Regions from separate parts of the Zea mays genome. Here region 1 is linked to region 2. A link is a contact called in public Hi-C data. All regions are on one chromosome and are shown on one strand. Each heading gives the region's core, a stretch centred on a gene start, on an enhancer-like site or on the middle of the called end of the contact. The rest is flanking DNA. Distances are from core to core; before and after follow the strand shown. Region 1 holds the start of LOC100216672 (DNA glycosylase superfamily protein). Region 2 holds the start of LOC103646252 (trafficking protein particle complex II-specific subunit 120 homolog).

Region 1 (3,423 bases), core at 332-2,831, 280 kb after region 2:
ATTACAAAAAAATCTGTAACCCAAATCTATACCTCCAGATCATTCTAACCTTCGGCACCGAAATGGGCCAGTTCAGTGTAAAATAGCAGAGATATTGCAATGTAAACACACAGAAATAGCATTCTTATCATTTAAAATTTTGGGATCTTAGCATAATGCTCATAGGAGAACTGAAGACTACAATACCCCAATCACAAACAATTGACATGGCTCCCACTTCCACTATGTAAAGCTCAGCTTAAATCAACTAGCATTCTGGATTCTGTCTTACTGAGTTTAGTTGTGCATTGTAGACCACTTCTTTGTCTACAAGAGAATAACTATTAAAACACTACAAACTGTTATACTAGACCAATTGCAGGTTACCCCTAATCAAATGCTGAAAACATGCGAGCAAAACCAGAAGCACGCACCGGTATTTGCTGTCACCCACGCACACCTCCTCTTCACACCAGCAGCATCAGTCTGGGAAATCAATCCACCGTCCCTTTCCAGCATGGAAAGGGCCTTGTAATCAGTCTGAGAGAGAGCCTTCTTCTTCCTAGCCCCAAACGCCGGCCTCCCAATCCGGCCCGTGGATGCCCGGCTGCAGAACGAGTCCGTGGACGCGTCCGAGGAGCAGGACGCGTCAAGAGACAGCCCCGAGCGCAGCAGCAGCTCCTGCCGACGCATCCCTGCGGGCGCGCTGAGCGAGGGCTGCAATGTGAGCACGGCTGCGGGTTTCTTCTCCTCTGTCGCGCCCGCTGCCGCGGCCACATCCCTCCCGGGCCTCGGTGAGGGCTTCCTGCCGCGAGCAGCGGACACCGAGCGCGTCCTGCCCCCCGTGGACCGCGGTTCAGAGTCTCCGCCGCCGCTGGACGCCGGCGACAGCCGCCCCCTCGCGCTAGCCCCGGACATTGGACCGAACCAGCAACGCCTTGCAAGCTCAAACCGCCCAACAGCCCCTTCGCCCTTCAGAACCCCAGGGCGAGCTAAAATCGGAGAGGCATTGCTGCGGAAACACCAAACTCGGGCCAAGGCAAGCGGCGGATTGCAGACAGCTCCCGCACTCGAAGCAACGCCTCAGCTCTTCCGCCGAAATCCGACCAGAAAACCCTAGCAATCGCCGCCAGGCCAGCCCGGCATTGCGGAGACACGGCTTAGAGCCCTCGATCCAAACCCCCACGGGCGGCAAAATCTTTCCCACCCGACGCCCCAGAGTCCGAGCCACAAGACCCAGCAGGAATCAGCACGAACAACTCCCGCGAGGATCGGTTCGGGTGCCCCCGAGCGGCGGAACCCGCGGCAAGGGCGAGGCGAGGCGATGCGGCACGCCGGCGAGCCGAGAGGAAACCCTAGGAGGAGCAGACGGGTGGGGGGAGCGAGGAGAGAGCCTCGAGCCTCGGCAGCGGGCAGCGGCTGCTCGGAATTTACTGCCGCTGGTATTGGTGGGTGGGTGGAGTGGAGTGGAGTGGAGTGGAGTGGAGTGGAGGACTGGAGGGTGCTCCGCGTGCCAGCCGTGGTGGTCGGCAGTAGATTTGGCTTGGCAAGCTACCTCTCGGAGTCTCGGTGACTTCTGTCCTCCGAGTTCTGACTTGGGTGGCTGGCTGGCTGCTGCCGTGGCGTCTCGCGTGTGACGCGCGGTTTGAACTCTGCTGAAAAGACAGGGAGAGGGACACGAGATCTTGGGGAATGAGACTATGTCTGTAAGGCTATGTTTGGATCCGATTTGATTCTGAAAATCCCACGCAAAATATCTCAAAGAGATTCAAACGGGCTAGATTTTAAATGCTACAGTGCATTTCTCTTCTGATATTATTTTTTCATATCATCATATTTCATCTTCTACTTTTTCATCTCCTGCAGCGGTTTCCTCTAAATTCTTCTCATATACCCACTACAACCATAAAAAACATTTTCTATGGCTGATTTTCATCAATTATCAATTGTTCATCTACTAACAATTAGAAGGAGCCTACGGCTACACAACGGAGGGAGAGCGAAGGGGACGGGCAACTGCACGCTACATCCGGAGGGAGAGAGAAGGGGGCGGACGGCTAGGGAGCCTCACAGGAGGCAGGCAGCGTGTGGAGATACCCTTGTAGCCGCCATGTAAGGGGAGGAGGCGGGCACGTGGCTAGCGCAACGGACAGCCTAAGAGCAACTGTGAGCAGGGGATTTGTTTGCCGCTGCAGCTTAGAAGCAATTTTTTAGCAGTATATAATTTCAAATCATAGCGAGATTTGTGCAGAGATTATGTTCTTGCTGCTGTAGGCGTATTAAATAATAGCAAGCCTGGTGGCCCATACACCCGTGAGAAATTGCAACTCTTGTAATGACTAGATTAGTCAGTGTACTTTTTCCACCCGAAAAAATGGCATTGCTTTATTCTGAGCCTCCAAATTTATATTAAAAACAGTATTTATATTGTAAATAAGTGTTATTATGTTTATTAAGAAATACAGTTTTATGTAACTATTTTCTATAGAAATGTTAATCATATCTAAAATAGTTTGATAACTCGAGATAAAAACAGAGTGCGGTTCCTTTTTTTATTTACGTGATCAACAACAGCAACGATACATTAGACTATTAGAGCATATTAGAGCAAGTATAAATGGTGTTATAGAGAAAAGAGGAGAGAAGAAAGGGTATGAGCGAACTATAAGAGCAAGTATATTAACAGGCTATAAGAAGCCTAAATGTTGAGTTGAAGAAGAGAGAAAAGGAGAGAAGGAACAAGCGGGTTGTTATCTACTTATCTTAGGCCCGTTTGGTAGGGTTCTACCTTCTCTAAAAACGGTTTCAGCTCTAGCTTCTCAAAAGAAGTACCTCCTCCGCAAAAGCACGTGTCTTTTTGTAAATTATTTGGCAAAGCAGCTCCTTTTGTACCTTTTGATTTAGTGTATGAGACAACAAAATTATGGTGAAAAAATATCATCGTTGAAAATTTATGGTGAAAAAATAGAGTCAAAACGCACCGTACTGTTGAAAGCAAGACAGTGCAAGACACGAATGGAGCTAGGGTTGGGAATTGGGATCAGGGGAGGCGTGCTCGTGGCCCGCCAATGACGAAGACAGTGCGACGCTTGTCTGAAGATGTGAAGACGTGCAAGTCCAAGAATATATGTGGCGGAGAAGATGCTGCGGGAGCCATAATTTATGGGGTGTTTGGTTTGAGTAATGAGTTAGTTCATTATCTTCTCACTTCTGACTTTTTTGTTTAGTTTGTGGAATAGAGTGAGTTAATACATTACCAACCCATTCCTCATAGTTAGTTAATTAGTACTAATATGTGGAATGGAGTCATCCCACTAAATTTGAGGAATGAACTCATGATGCACCACTTCATTTTGGATGGAGTGATTTCTCAAACCAAACACCCCATTAGAGCTCCAGCTTGTGAGGCCAAAACCGGCTCTGCTCCTTGGACAGAGCCGTTTT
Region 2 (3,613 bases), core at 1,094-3,593:
AGCTCAAGAAAACAGATGAAATACTTCAATCCTTTGTGTACCTCAGAAGAAACAAAAACAGCTTATGCAGAATGTAACAGAACTAAAGGAGGAAACTGCCATATGGGACAGAAATGGCATGTGATTCACATAAAGGATTAAGGAAGAAAATTAGAAAACATCACCCCTGAAACAATACCTTTGAGCATTATCTTGTAAAGTGGCTCTTCTGTATAGCTGGATAATGGTGTAATAGCGATATTTGACTTCATCCTCCAAAATAGGGTCACTTTGGCCCATCCTATCCACCTGTTCATAAGCAGATTATAATAACCTAAAATAGTTATTGGAAGGTTTCCATGAATCCAGTGCCAAGTGAGATTTAGAAATAAATGAAGATATTTTCAGATGAAGTATTGATAGTTGATACGTGACTTAACAAGATGAATATAGTTGAACAACCAGAACAACTTTACTTCCTCCGGTTTCCTATTAGTTGTCGTTTTGGATAAGGTTCGAGTCAAACTTATAAAATTTTGACTACAAATAACTATTTTGTTATTTAGTTTTGGAACCTAATATTTATATGCACCAATTTGTCATAAAAAGTACTTTTATAAAAGTATAAATGTATTAAGAGTTCATTTGTATTTTAACAAAAAAACATTGGTCAAAGTTATATTTTGGAGACCGTGTCGTTGTCCTAAACGACAACTAATAGGAAACCGGAGGGAGTATGTGAAAGCTTACCACTAATGCGCAGACACTACCCTCAAGGGCTCCAGCATGCCAGAAAACATCACCGGTCAATCTTGCAAGCTCTATAGCGGTGGTGTAATGTGCATTAGCATCCACAGGTGATCCAGCCAAGAGGCAATAATCTCCTATTATCTTCTGTGCACGACCAAGCCTTCTTTTTTTAGCCTTAATTACCTAATAAAAATACAGAAGGATGTTGTCTTGTATAAGTAATACAATCTTGGACTATTTATCATCAATATATACTGGTAAAAAATACTTGGAACACCTATGAACCTCCTCTGAGCCAAGACTGGATTGTGAATCCAAAGGGGTCTTCAAAATGGTTCCTGTGGATTCTGCACGCAAGACCCACTTCTCAAACTCCATCAACAAAGAAGCAGCGAGATCTTGGATCATTGTAAGCATATGAAGTTCCAGCGATTGCTGATCAGAAGGAGGGAACATAATAATATCGTCCCTCTTCTTCGCTGACAGCTATAAAAAAATACCCAGACAAAAAGACATTGCATTAGAGGCTTAGAGCATCAGGTGATATAACATGACAAAGCTAGATGTGTTACAACATGGGTACAATATTCATTACTGTTTAGGTAGGTTCAATCGCATTACACAAAGAGGGAATGACTAAGCACAGTAGTGAACATAAGATAGGCCTTAAAATACTAGCAGAATGCAACGCAAGTGAAGTGAGCACAAATCATAGCCTAACACCCAGTTAGCTATAGTAAATCCAGCCCTCAAGCTAGAATTGCTTTAGTAGTGCAGTCGGATGAAGTGTCAAATGGGATCACAATTCACACAGATCTCATCCAAATGTTCAGGACACCTGGAAGCATCTAAATTATCGTCGATGAGCGTGCCATCGCCATTTGGAACACGTACTAGAGAAAATGAGCATTAACGAAACCCAACGATCCTCACATACGCAGCGTAGACCGCCGGAAGATCTACGGATGCTGAGCCGGCAATTCCTAACACTTTGGAAGACACGCCCGCGATAGCAGCAGGAATGTACCTGTGCGTCCGTGGGGCAGAAGGCGAAGCAGCGGTTGGCGAGCGCCGACGGGTACGACCGCGCAGCGTCTATGAAGTCTGCCGCCACGTGGTCGAGGTCGGGCGAGGACGGCAGGTGACAGATGCCGATCACGGCGAGCACCTTGCGCGAGGACTGGAAGTCCTCCCAGGGTGAAGGCACGCAGCCGCCGAGCACGAACTTGAGGCGGAGGCATCCGGTCTCCCAGGGCTGGTGCTGGAAGGGGCTCTTCTGGTGCTCCGCGTAGTAGGTGCGGAGCGAGGCGAGGTCGACGCGCGCGTGGCGCGCCACCAGGGCCGCGTACTCGCGCAGGCGCGGCGGCGGAATCGGGCCGCCCACGGGGAGCACCGCGACGCGGATGGCAGAACCGGACTCGATGCTCAACCCGGGCTCCATGGCCAGTGGCGCGTCCCCCCTGCCTCGGCTCACCTGGCTGGCTCCGGGTCGGGAAAGGCAGATCTGAGTGTCTCGCTGGTGGAGGAACAGGCGAATAGGCGATGCCCGGCAGGTCGGGGGCAACTGGCAAGAGACGCTTTGCGCAGTGAGGGGCCTCGAATGGGAAATGGATCCTCTACGGTCAGTGCAGACTGCAGAGGGCCTTTTCTGATTGTAGGTAGGCCTAGCGCCCGGCCCAGCCTCTACAGTCGATTGCAAAGGCCGGTTTGATCCGGCTTCGATCTCACTTGTGGGTACTATGTGAGCTCGACACCAAGCTCGCACACGGCTCTACATGATCCTAGGTTTGGCCTAGCATAATGGTGTACCGGGCTCGTTCGGGGTTTTCAGCCTGTTGGGTTAGCTTAGGCATGACCTGTTTCTAAAGAGCTTTTTAGAACCATGGTATCATTAAGACTGGGCTTCTAAAAATAGGTATCCCGAACAACGCAATTTGAATTTTAGTATTATAATCCATTGAACTTTAGATTTTTGGTATCTGAGTCCGATTTAGCCGGCGCTCAACTCGTTGTTACGGCAGTCCGTTTCTTAGAACGGATCCACGGCCGACCGCTCTCCCTCTCTCTATCCTCTCCCTCCCGACGCTCGTCGAGCTCGTCTGCGCTGCTCCTCCCTGGTGCTCGAGCGCTCCTGGTGCTCTCCCTGACGGTCTTGCTCTCTCTGCTCGGCGCTCTCTCTGCCCGGCGCTCTCTCTCCAGGCATGTCAATGGAATCTCCTGTAGTTCTTCGGAGCACGAAGGCATTACTCGACCGATTGGAGAAACGCCTTGTCATTTCTCATTCAGTAGCATCTTCATCAGTAGAAAATGTTGATCATCTACTGAAACGCCTTGGTTCTCCCCCAAGGAGGAGGGCTCCTCCTAGCAGAGAAGGAAAAACTCGGGCAGTGGTAAAAAGACCAGCTAAAAGTTCTGAGGCAAGCATCAAATTGCCTAGATACTCACTGAGGGTGGTGCTCTGTGCTTACATGATACTGGCTCATCCCAGTGCTGTTTTAAGTGGGCAAGGTGAGCGGGAGAAACAGCTTATCGAGTCGGCAGCAAACTTTATCAAGGAGTTCGAGCTGTTGATTAAGGTAATCCTTGATGGACCAGGGCAGTCATCTGGTGTTACTGGCCAGAGGAAGTTCAGGGCACAGTTGGCTAATTTTGACAAGGCGTGGTGTTCGTATCTTTACAGCTTTGTGGTGTGGAAGGTAAAAGATGCAAGATTATTGGAGGAAGATCTTGTCAGGGCTGCATGCAAGCTTGAGTTGTCAATGATGCAAACATGCAAGCTAACTGCAGATAGGCACTCGCAAAACAATCTTACACATGACATGAAGGCAATTCAGAAACAGGTTATTGATGATCAAAAGCTTTTACGTGATAAGGTTCAACACCT

The links. Hi-C and Micro-C count contacts between places; a contact is called where the count stands out from the background.
Region 1: a Hi-C map of tassel shows a contact between it and region 2, with 2.0 times the contacts expected there. The contact joins the promoter of LOC100216672 here to the promoter of LOC103646252 in region 2. A contact is called at or near these places in 3 of 25 Hi-C or Micro-C datasets (ear, leaf and tassel).

Annotation. Positions count from the first base shown.
Region 1 is chr2:33,153,245-33,156,667 of Zm-B73-REFERENCE-NAM-5.0, forward strand. It overlaps LOC100216672 (DNA glycosylase superfamily protein), which reads right to left and starts at 1,582. Exons shown (of 5, transcript NM_001309902.1): 1 at 414-1,582. The coding sequence starts at 897.
Region 2 is chr2:32,875,870-32,879,482 of Zm-B73-REFERENCE-NAM-5.0, forward strand. It overlaps LOC103646252 (trafficking protein particle complex II-specific subunit 120 homolog), which reads right to left and starts at 2,344. Exons shown (of 10, transcript XM_008670979.2): 1 at 1,757-2,344; 2 at 1,015-1,215; 3 at 730-912; 4 at 179-288. The coding sequence starts at 2,170. LOC103648533 reads left to right here and starts at 2,907. Exons shown (of 2, transcript XM_008672982.3): 1 at 2,907-3,613. The coding sequence starts at 2,931.